2 separate regions of the Triticum aestivum genome follow, and region 1 is linked to region 2. The links are chromatin contacts, called in public Hi-C maps. All regions are on one chromosome and are shown on one strand. The core of a region is the stretch at or near the end of the contact, and the rest is flanking DNA. Distances in the headings are between cores, read along the strand shown. Region 1 holds the start of LOC123104934 (organic cation/carnitine transporter 7). Region 2 holds the start of LOC123104932 (serine/threonine-protein kinase STY13).

Region 1 (5,016 bases), core at 2,303-4,802, 150 kb before region 2:
CTACGATCACGCAAGATCTATCTAGGAGATGCATATCAACGAGAGGGGGAGAGTGTGTCCATGTACCCTCGTAGACCGAAAGCAGAAGCGTTAGGTTAACACGGTTGATGTAGTCGAACGTCTTCACGATCCAACCGATCAAGTACCGAACGTACGGCACCTCCGATTTCAGCATACGTTCAACTCGATGACGTCCCTCGAACTCTTGATCCAGCAAATTGTCGAGGGAGAGTTTCGTCAGCACGACGGCGTGATGACGGTGATGGTGATGTGATCTACGCAGGGCTTCGCCTAAGCACTACGTGAATACGATCGGAGGACTAAACCGTGGAGGGAGACACCGCACACGGCTTGGAACAATTGGTGTGTCTCCAAGGGGTGCCCTGCCCACATATATAAAAGAGGGAGAGGGAGGAGGCCGGCCAAGGGGCGCACCATAGGGGGGGTCCTACTAGGACTCCGAGTCCAAGTAGTATTCACCCCCCTATTATTCCTTCTCATGGAGAGGGAAAGAGGGAAGGAGAGGGAAGATGAGAAGGAAAGGGGGCGCCGCCCCCTCCCCTAGTCCAATTCGGACTCCCATGGGAGGAGGGCGCGGCCACCCCTTGTGGGCTGCCTCCTCTCTCCCCCATGGCCCATAGTGGCCCATTACTTTCCCCGGGGGTTCCGATAACCTCTTGGTACTCCGAAAAATACTCGAAACGATCCGGAACCATTGCGGTGTCCGAATACTATCGTCCAATAGATCAATCTTTACCTCTCGACCATTTTGAGACTCCTCTTCATGTCCGTGATCTCATCCGGGACTCCGAACAATCTTCAGTCACTAAAACACATAACTCATAATACAAATCGTCATCGAACGTTAAGCGTGCGGACCCTACGGGTTCGAGAACTATGTAGACATGACCGAGACATATCTTCGATCAATAACCAACAGCGGAACCTGGATGCTCATATTGGTTCCTACATATTCTACGGAGATCTTTATCGGTTAAACCACAATGACAACATACGTTATTCCCTTTGTCAACGGTATGTTACTTGCCCGAGATTTGACCGTCGGTATCTTTATACCTGGTTCAATCTCGTTATCGGCAAGTCTCTTTACTCGTTCCGTAATGCATCATCCCGTAACTAACTCATTAATCACATTGCTTGCAAGGCTTATTGTGATGTGCATTACCGGGAGGGCCCAGAGATACCTCTCCGATACTCGGAGTGACAAATCCTAATCTCGATCTATGCCAACCCAACAAACACCTTCAGAGACACCTGTAGAGCATCTTTATAATCATCCAGTTATGTTGTGACGTTTGATAGCACACAAGGTGTTCCTCCGGTATTCGGGAGTTGCATAATCTCATAGTCAAAGGAACATGTATAAGTCATGAAGAAAGCAATAGCAATAAAACTTAACGATCATTATGCTAAGTTAACGGATGGGTCTTTTCCATCACATCATTCTCCTAATGATGTGATCCCGTTCATTAAATGACAACACATGTCTATAGTCAGGAAACTTAACCATCTTTGATTAACGAGCTAGTCAAGTAGAGGCTTACTAGGGACACGGTGTTTTGTCTATGTATCCACAGATGTATCAAGTTTCTGGTTAATACAATTCTAGCATGAATAATAAACATTTATCATGATATATGGAAATATAAATAACAACTTTATTATTGCCTCTAGGGCATATTTTCCTTCAGATGCTGGGTACGGAGCTGCCTTTAGTTATTGAGATGAACAACAGCTCAGTGGCAAAGGCACTCGCCCCCTCATGTGTGGATTGATCGGAAATTGGAGTGACTACGAAGGAATTTCAAGTGATCAAGCAAGGAAATAGAGAAGTTAAAGTCTAAAAAGTAGATAAAAGGGTCAATAGTTAGGAGTGCGGTTTCTGCTCTCGAGCTCATCTACACCCCCCCCCCCCCTGAAAAAATCAAAACAAATACTAATAAAATTCAAAAAATTCCAATTTTTGCGTGGTAGATAAGTTTATGCGTGAGGTATGCTCCAAGTTCAACTCATTTGGACATCTGAGCAACTCTCAGCAAAAAAGACAAATTCAGGGCCTGTAAAAAGGTTTAATGTTCACACACTGTTGTGACATGATTTTTTTTGCTGAGAGCTGCTCAGATGTCTGAATAAGTTGAAATTTGGAGCGTACCTCACGCATAAAATTTTCTATCACACAAAGAAAATGGACTTTTCTAATATTTTTAGTACATGTTTTGATTTATTTTTTCTGACAGGGTGTAGATGAGCCCGGGCACCGAATTGGGTTATCGCAATAGTTAGGTCATATTCTTGCCCAGCTTGAGCGTAAAGAGTTGACAAGTTGTGTGGTAGTGTTATGCAAGGGACAGTGCCAACCTACGTGTTGAGTGTCGCCTTGCAAGATTGTAAGAATTTTGTTTGCTCTTTTAATTAATACTACTCTCTATTTTTTTTAAAGATATGCAGTATTTGGTAAACACTTATTTATACAATCGCATTAATATGAGCAGATAAATCACGGTCAGAATTTAACAAATATTTATATACACAATCACATTTATATGGACAGGTAAATCTTGTGTAACATACTAAAATATTATGGCCTCTTTGATTCATAGGATTTTCAAAACGCAGGAATAGAAAAAACATGAGATTAGAGTGGCATGCCATCTTGAATCCTACAAGATTGTATGAGTGTTTGATTGTGCATAAGAGAAACGTAGGATTCTTTTAAAGAGGTTTGAGTGGATGGAAATTTTCCTATGAAATCTAATGTAAATGAATCCCATGGAAAAATTCCTATAGTTTACGATCCTATGAATCAAACAACCTACATAGAAAAAATTCCTAAGAATTAAAATCCTCCAAAATTACTGTGAGAATCTTTTTTTTTAGATGTACTGTGAGAATCTTTTGATTCAAAGAAGCCATTATTTTTTACATATCCCGTCACAACCTCTTCGTCACTCTCTTGGGTCGCGAGTGAGTCAGGCGCCAGAAACCGTCAGCAGAAGGCAGAGGAGACGCAAGTGCTTTGAACGACCGTATGAGGTTGACACAGCACATCAAGGTTTCTCTTATCACGCCACAAAACAGGATAGCGTAGCTGAGCACCGATAATAATAATTAAATAAAAAACGCAACACGGTCTTCAAAACGAAATTGACAACTCTCTCTCAAAAAAGAAAACCGAATTTGACAACTGCAGCTCATCACGGATAATAGGCCAGAACGGTCTCCTTCACCGGTCGCCACCCATCACGCGCGACAAAAGAAAAGAGAAACTTTATTATTTTCATTCAAGAAAGAAAAAAGAAAAGAAAATTGTCACGAGGTTAAGGCTACTCCTATTTATCTTTGTCGGCCAATAACACGTCTCCTGTGGGCCTCTTGGTGGGGCGTCGCACGTCCAGGTGGCGGCCAAGCGTCGCGGCGGCACGTCGCCCGCGGTTCCCCGCAAACCACATGATTGATCCCATTCATTCACGGACCGAAAACGATCCCGAATCCCTGGCGACCACATGAAAATCAATCAGGATCGCCACGCGTCCCGCAACAGCCCGGCCCGCGCAGACAGGTCGCCATCGTCGCCCCTGGACCAGTTGCTTGCCTGCCCCTCCCCCCTCCCTCCCCCGTCCGCCATTGGTCGTCGCCATTTTCCAATCCCGCTATTAAACTCGTTCCCCTCCCAACAACCCGCAGAGCGCAGGCAGGCACGCATCTTCTAACCCCGCCCTCTGCCGCCGCTGCTGGCTTTCCTTCCTGCGGGCGAGGATCATCCCTGATCCCAACGGGGCTCGCTCCCCGCCTCCTCCCTGCGTACGTGCCCGCCCCCCTCGCCTCAATCGCCGATTGCTTGCTGCTCCCGCGTTCCGTTGGGCGCTTGGGCCGCTTTGCGTGCTGTTTGCGCCTTCCTTTTTTTGGTTTCTGGTGGTAGTTGGGATGCAGGATTCGTGCTCGGACATGGCCACGCCCCCTGTTCTTGGCATGGCCTAGTAGGTATCAAGTTCTTGGTGTTCAGGTCTTGTGCCTTCATAGCATTCCCCCTGAGCTTAGTTGGATTCGTTTCAGGTGCTGCGTTGATTAGGGGTCCTGGATGGTGGCTGGGTTGGGTATTGATCTGTGTCTGTATGTAGCAGAAGATCCAGGAGAAGTTTTCTGTCGGATTAGTTTTACACTGAATTTTCAGATGACTGAGTTTAAGATAGAGAATTTGGTAAAGCTTTAATCCTAGAGGAATGTCTACCGTGTACCATTCTCTTCACTTCTTATCTTCTTTTTGTATACAGCATCATTCAAGGAAACCATGTTTATTTTACATAAATAACGCAGCAGAAGAGTTGCTGCTGTGGAGTATTGAGCAGGAAACTGTTCAGATCTACAAAAGAGGCTAGGAGAAAAACCAAGAAAAATATAAAGGGAGAACCAAGTCAAATCAGGGAACTAGACAGTCCTTAAGCAGACTTAGCACCAGTCAAGATCTCAGAATCTTTCTAGGCCACTTCAGATTCTCACCTCCTCCTTCAATTCAGAATTCAGAAACTATAATTGCTCTGTTTTTTATTTGCCGATAAAAAATGCGCACGCTATCATCTCAATGGAACTATTCACCGCCTTCTTGACCTGGTTGACCATCTGTCCTTTGCACTTTCTCATCGATATAGCATCCGGTGTGTTGTGTTTAGGCTAGTCCGGCATGTCATTGCTCGCCAAACTGAATGTGGGTGGGAGCAGCGTCAGTAAACGAGGTCTAGCATGACATTGCTCTTATCCTGATAGCACTGAACTGCGTTGTTGCATTGGATTGTGTAGAGTCATTGATGTATGTTTATCCACCATTAACGAACAAACACTAGGGGCAAATTTACCTTTAATAATTTCTTAATATATGCATTAAATCGTACCTCTTATGATTTTGGCATCTCTAAGTATGTTTTTATTGTTTGTGCGTACTATTTGCAGCTGGAGGTGAAATAAGCAAATATTTTCCTGACGTCAAGTTTGCTACAGACT
Region 2 (5,016 bases), core at 133-2,632:
GGATGGGTTTAAAAGAGCATGCTACTGGATTAAACACACCTAATCTCAAAACCTGTACCTATTTGAGGTTCTGAAACATTGGGGAAGGAGTGAACACAAATCACACAATCAATAAAAGTCAACATGTATCATTTCTCTAATAGAAGAGATTAGAGTAACTAATTATCCCAAAACCTGCAAACTTGCGCTTGCTTTGTGTGAATAAATACGTGTCATGACTCATGACCTATATACATATGTGTTTTTAACCCCCTATAATATAATCATGTGTGTAATTCGACCAGAAGAATACATAAGAGGGCATAGGAGCATGCATATATAAAGAACAATCAAGCAACATGAGTTCATGTTTTTCAGCCGATTGAGGTAGATACCTGCGACCTGCTGGCCATCATAGGTGCCGCGGTAGACGGTTCCATATGTGCCCTGGGCGATGACGTGCCGGATCTCCAGCTTAGCAAGGTCAATCTCCCAGTCCGCCTTGGGTCCCTGGGACTTGATGTTGGTCTTGCCCCATTTCTTGTTGAGCTGCTGCTCCAGCTGGATGTCGAGGCTGGTGAGGTCGATCTTGTCGGCTCGCACGTAGTCGCTGCTCCCCAGGCTGCCGGTCCTCTTGAATTTCACCTCGGGCATATCACCGGCGCTGGACGCCATCTTTGCAGGCAGCCAAAAATAGAAATCTTGATTCTTGAGGAACTGCGCCGCAAGCCCAACAACCAGAATTCCTTATCGGAGGCGCGGAATCGGCGCGTGGCAACTGGCAAAGTATATCGGGGAGCAGCAGAGGTGAGCCAAGAACCGCCTCCTTGGCAGCAAGGCGGAGCAGGAGAGGGGGCAGATCTCGCGAGCGGTGGGAAGGAAGCAAAGGGGCGGGGGCGGGAGAAGAGGTGCTCACCGCGGCGGGGCTGTGACGAAAGCCGAAAGGCTGGGACGGACGGAACTCGCTGGAAAAAGGCCGGCCGCAAAGTTTGACCGAGGCGGAGGAAGCCCGGCGGAAATATGGCGGAGGCGGGAGAGCAGAGACCGTATCGAATCCGGTCAAAGAATTCCCCAAGAACGCAGGGACAAAGGGCGGCTCAGCCAACTGACCAGCTAACAAGGAAGGAAGGCTGCGGAATCGCGGGCGCGGGATTTGGACGGAGGCGAGCGGGGGAGCTTGGTGGGGGGGCGAGGCGGCGGAGGCGGCGAGGAGATGAGGACGGGGGCCTCCGGTCGGACCGAGGCGGCGGGGGCGAGGGTGTTGACGAAGGGGGGAGGCGTGGCGACGACGGAGCGGATTTGTTTACTGCGATACTGTGGCCACTGGCCGCTGCTGCTGTGCTGCCTGTGCGTGGGCAGCTCCGCCTGCCTTCTGGCTCGTCGGTTGCGCTGGAGCTTTTGGAAAGTTGGAATATGCTTACTGTGCTGCTGGCTCGCGTGATGTGCAAGTCCGAGACTCCAAGGTACGTAGAATGTTCAAATGCGTCCCGTGCTACATGTCCAAAGTAGAATGTTCGGGGGCCTCTCCGGGCACGTCGCAGGCTCACGGCATGGTGGGTGGTGAGGTTTCAACTTGAAAAGCTGGTAGGGGTACTCTGTTTCTTGGTCAACCGCTCGTTTGTGGCCGTCGGATCGAGATTTTTCTCTCTGGTCGGTTTTGCACACACGCGAATCCTCAGATCTCTGGTGCCCACGGGATTTTTATAAAGAGTCGACAAACTTAGTACTCCCTCCGTCTTAAAATTTTTGTCTTAAATTTGTCTAAATACGGTTGTATCAAGTCGCATTTTAGTATTAGGTACATCCGTATCTAGACAAATCTAAGACAAGAATTTTGGGACGGAGGGAATAATAAATAAACTAACTAGTAAATTTTCACTCCAGACAACTTATCACTTCTTTCAAAATATGAAAACATATACGAAATATGTATATGGCAATCATGTAAACTGCCACACGCATCCAGCGCCGTCAGTTCCCTCACGATCTCCTTTCTTTCCCGCATGATCTTTCGATTTCTTTCCTTTTCCGCATGACTCCCGATCTCCTTCTTTTCCCGCATGTCCTTCCCCACCGACCTCCCCTGACTTCCTTCCTAATTTTCGTAATCGTCAATTATGGCCCCACGCGCCTTCCTGATTTTTGGCAAAAATAATGCTTGGACTAGGATTTGAACTCTGGTTTGCAGGTAATCAACAAAGGGAGCTTACCACCTCACCTATGACACTCATTGTTGAACAAGCGAAGGGAAATATTGTGTTTGCCATGTTTTTGCCTTTAATATGCTAGCATTGAAAAACTTTTTATTTCAAGCATCATGGTAACTTTGATCATTGGGAATAAATTTATTGAACCCGCCCCCCGGTAATTTCTGTAAATAGCACGATAACATTCACGCCATTGACCTGATATTTTAGATACAAACATCGTGGTAACTTTAACCATTGGGGAAGACAAATGTAAAAAGATATCCGATAATTTATGTGTAAATAGATGGTAATATACACAGTGCACATTTGATAACTGAGGTAGAAACACCATGGTAACTTTGACCGTAGAGAATAATTTTTTTTTGAGAACATACTCCGGTATCTTCTGTGTAAATAGCACGGTAGTATACCTCCCTCCCCTGGCATTTTTATGTGTATATAGCATGAAAACATATGCACTGCGATAACTAAACACCATGATAAGTTTTTGACCCGTGGGGGCGGGGGGATTTGTTGCTGAAACATACCCCCTGATAAATTTTGTGTAAATAGCATGATATTTTAAGCACTACGGGCTTGATAGGTTACCTAGAATCACCATGATAACTTTTTGTTCTGGGATAAAGTTGTTCAAAACATCCTCAATAATTTTTGTGTAAATAACATGATTATATAAGCACCGCATAACCGATAACTTGCAATATAAACATGATGGTAACTTTTTTACCAAAGGAAAATAAGTTGTTAAAAACATACACTCACCTCGCGTGTGGGCCTCTTGGATGAACACAACACATGGCGTGCCACGGGAAAGTCACATAATGTTATGAGGGACACACGTGCTATAGGCGTGATAAGTTACGCAAAAATATCATGGCAATTTTTGACCTATGAAAAAAGCTACCGAAACACACCCAGGTTTTTAGGTGCAAGTATCATGATAATATACGAAACACACCAAAAATATCATGGTAACTCATGTACAATCCCCCATGATAACTTTGATCAGGGGAGGTTGATGTACATATACCCTGATAACTTATGTGCAAGTACCATTGTATTTTACACATCGAAGACCTTATAACTTGTGTACAAAACACAGTGTTAACTTTGAAGGGGTGTAGTTGTTGAAGCATAGTACCTTGTACGTTCTATGTAAATAGCATGGTAAGTTATGCAACACAGGCCTGATAACTTGCATACGAATACCATGGTAACTTTGTCCCGAGGAGAAATCATGTGATAGACGTGAAGAAGTGGCAGTTTTCTCGGGGGTGGGCGCCCGAGATGTGCAGGAGAAGCAGGTTTCTCGGGCAAGCCTGCGGGGTCATTTGGAAGAAGGCGAGGTCAAAGGACGAGGGATCGTGTGGTACTTTAAAATGAAAGAAGTAAAGGTGTGGCAGTTTTGCTTATATGGCACACGTGTGCCAAATATCACAGTCCAAACATATAATGTCAATTATTTTGAAATGTAGGAGTGCCTTTAGAGCATCTGCCGACTCTCAAACCGCCCGCCTCCGCCCCGACGGCGGAAGCCATTCAACGCGGGGTTGTGTCGGTCCGCGTCGCGGTCCGGACATACTCCCTCCGTTCCAAATTACTCATGCAGAAATGGATGTATCTAGAATTAAAATACATTTAGATATATTCATACCTGCGACAAGTAATTCGGAACGTAGGGAGTACTTTCTATCGCAAAACCGGAGACAAAACAGGGGCTTTGCGGGCATCCGAACACCACCAATGCCCCGCTTCTGACCACACTGACCCCCCAAAGCCCTTCCTCCCTCGTCGGCGCGTGTTCCCGTCCGGCGCCAGCTATCCACATTCATGCCGATGCACGTTGAAGACGGGTTCAGGGCGGACGCGACCTCTTACTTCCTCTGCCCATTGCACGTCCGGCTGAGCACACTTCCTCGCCGCACTCAAGCGCCTCCATTAAACCCGCGTGGAAGCCAAGAAATCTACTCCAGCCACACATCTGTTCACGAGCGGGCCGGTGGGGAGCATTAAACACAACGTCGGGCAAGCTCATCATGTCCATCCTCTATTTAAAGGACGCCAGACGTTGGGTAAGAATCACACCACTAAGTCCGCCGCTCCCCATCTCCTCTTTGCATCATTTTATTCACCATAGCCGTTCAGAAACACAAACAATAGCAACCTACTATTGATAAAAATAAAGTACCCCTATTTCTTTCAATGGATTTAGGACGATGAATATCCATCGAGAAAAATCAGATTTTTAGGCATAGCAAATCAAATGTTTTTTATGATAAATTATGTTTGTCGAGGTGACAAGTTTAGTTAGTGAGCATGACAAATCCTTTACGGTTTATTTTTTTGCTAGAAAACTGTCCTGGTCGCCGGCTAATTTTGTCATCCACGCGCCAATATAAATTGTTATAAAAAAACGTTGAATTTGCCATGGCTAAAAAATCTGAAGTCACGTACTCGGATTTATAAAACACGCAGCGGTGGCGACTGGAAATGTGATAGGCTATCATCAGAGCGCTGTAAGAGCAACAAGAAATGCACCCGTCATTATTTACAAGTGCGCGGGGGCACCGAGCAGGACCACGCAGCACTGTACGTACGGCCGTGTGTCGTGGTACGGCAAGATGGGCCGTCTGGACAGCGACCTATCTGGTCCTGGTGCTCCCTCCCACCACTAGCGAAGCCTGCCAGCCAGCCTATCACATTTCATAGGGTGTGTAGCGTACTGTGCAGGTTCAGTGCAGTGCGGAATCACCAAACTTGGGGTAGAAAAGATGAGCATGGGTGGGGTGGATGCTTTGTGATTTGAGAATGCCACGTGTCATTCATC

The links. Hi-C and Micro-C count contacts between places; a contact is called where the count stands out from the background.
Region 1: a contact with region 2 is called in a Hi-C map of leaf, with 3 times the contacts expected there. The contact joins the promoter of LOC123104934 here to the promoter of LOC123104932 in region 2. A contact is called at or near these places in 2 of 5 Hi-C or Micro-C datasets (both in leaf).

Annotation. Positions count from the first base shown.
Region 1 is chr5A:576,579,108-576,584,123 of IWGSC CS RefSeq v2.1, reverse strand. LOC123104934 (organic cation/carnitine transporter 7) reads left to right here and starts at 3,552. Exons shown (of 7, transcript XR_006450607.1): 1 at 3,552-3,822; 2 at 4,966-5,016.
Region 2 is chr5A:576,428,216-576,433,231 of IWGSC CS RefSeq v2.1, reverse strand. LOC123104932 (serine/threonine-protein kinase STY13) reads right to left here and starts at 1,382. Exons shown (of 7, transcript XM_044526877.1): 1 at 896-1,382; 2 at 375-757. The coding sequence starts at 654.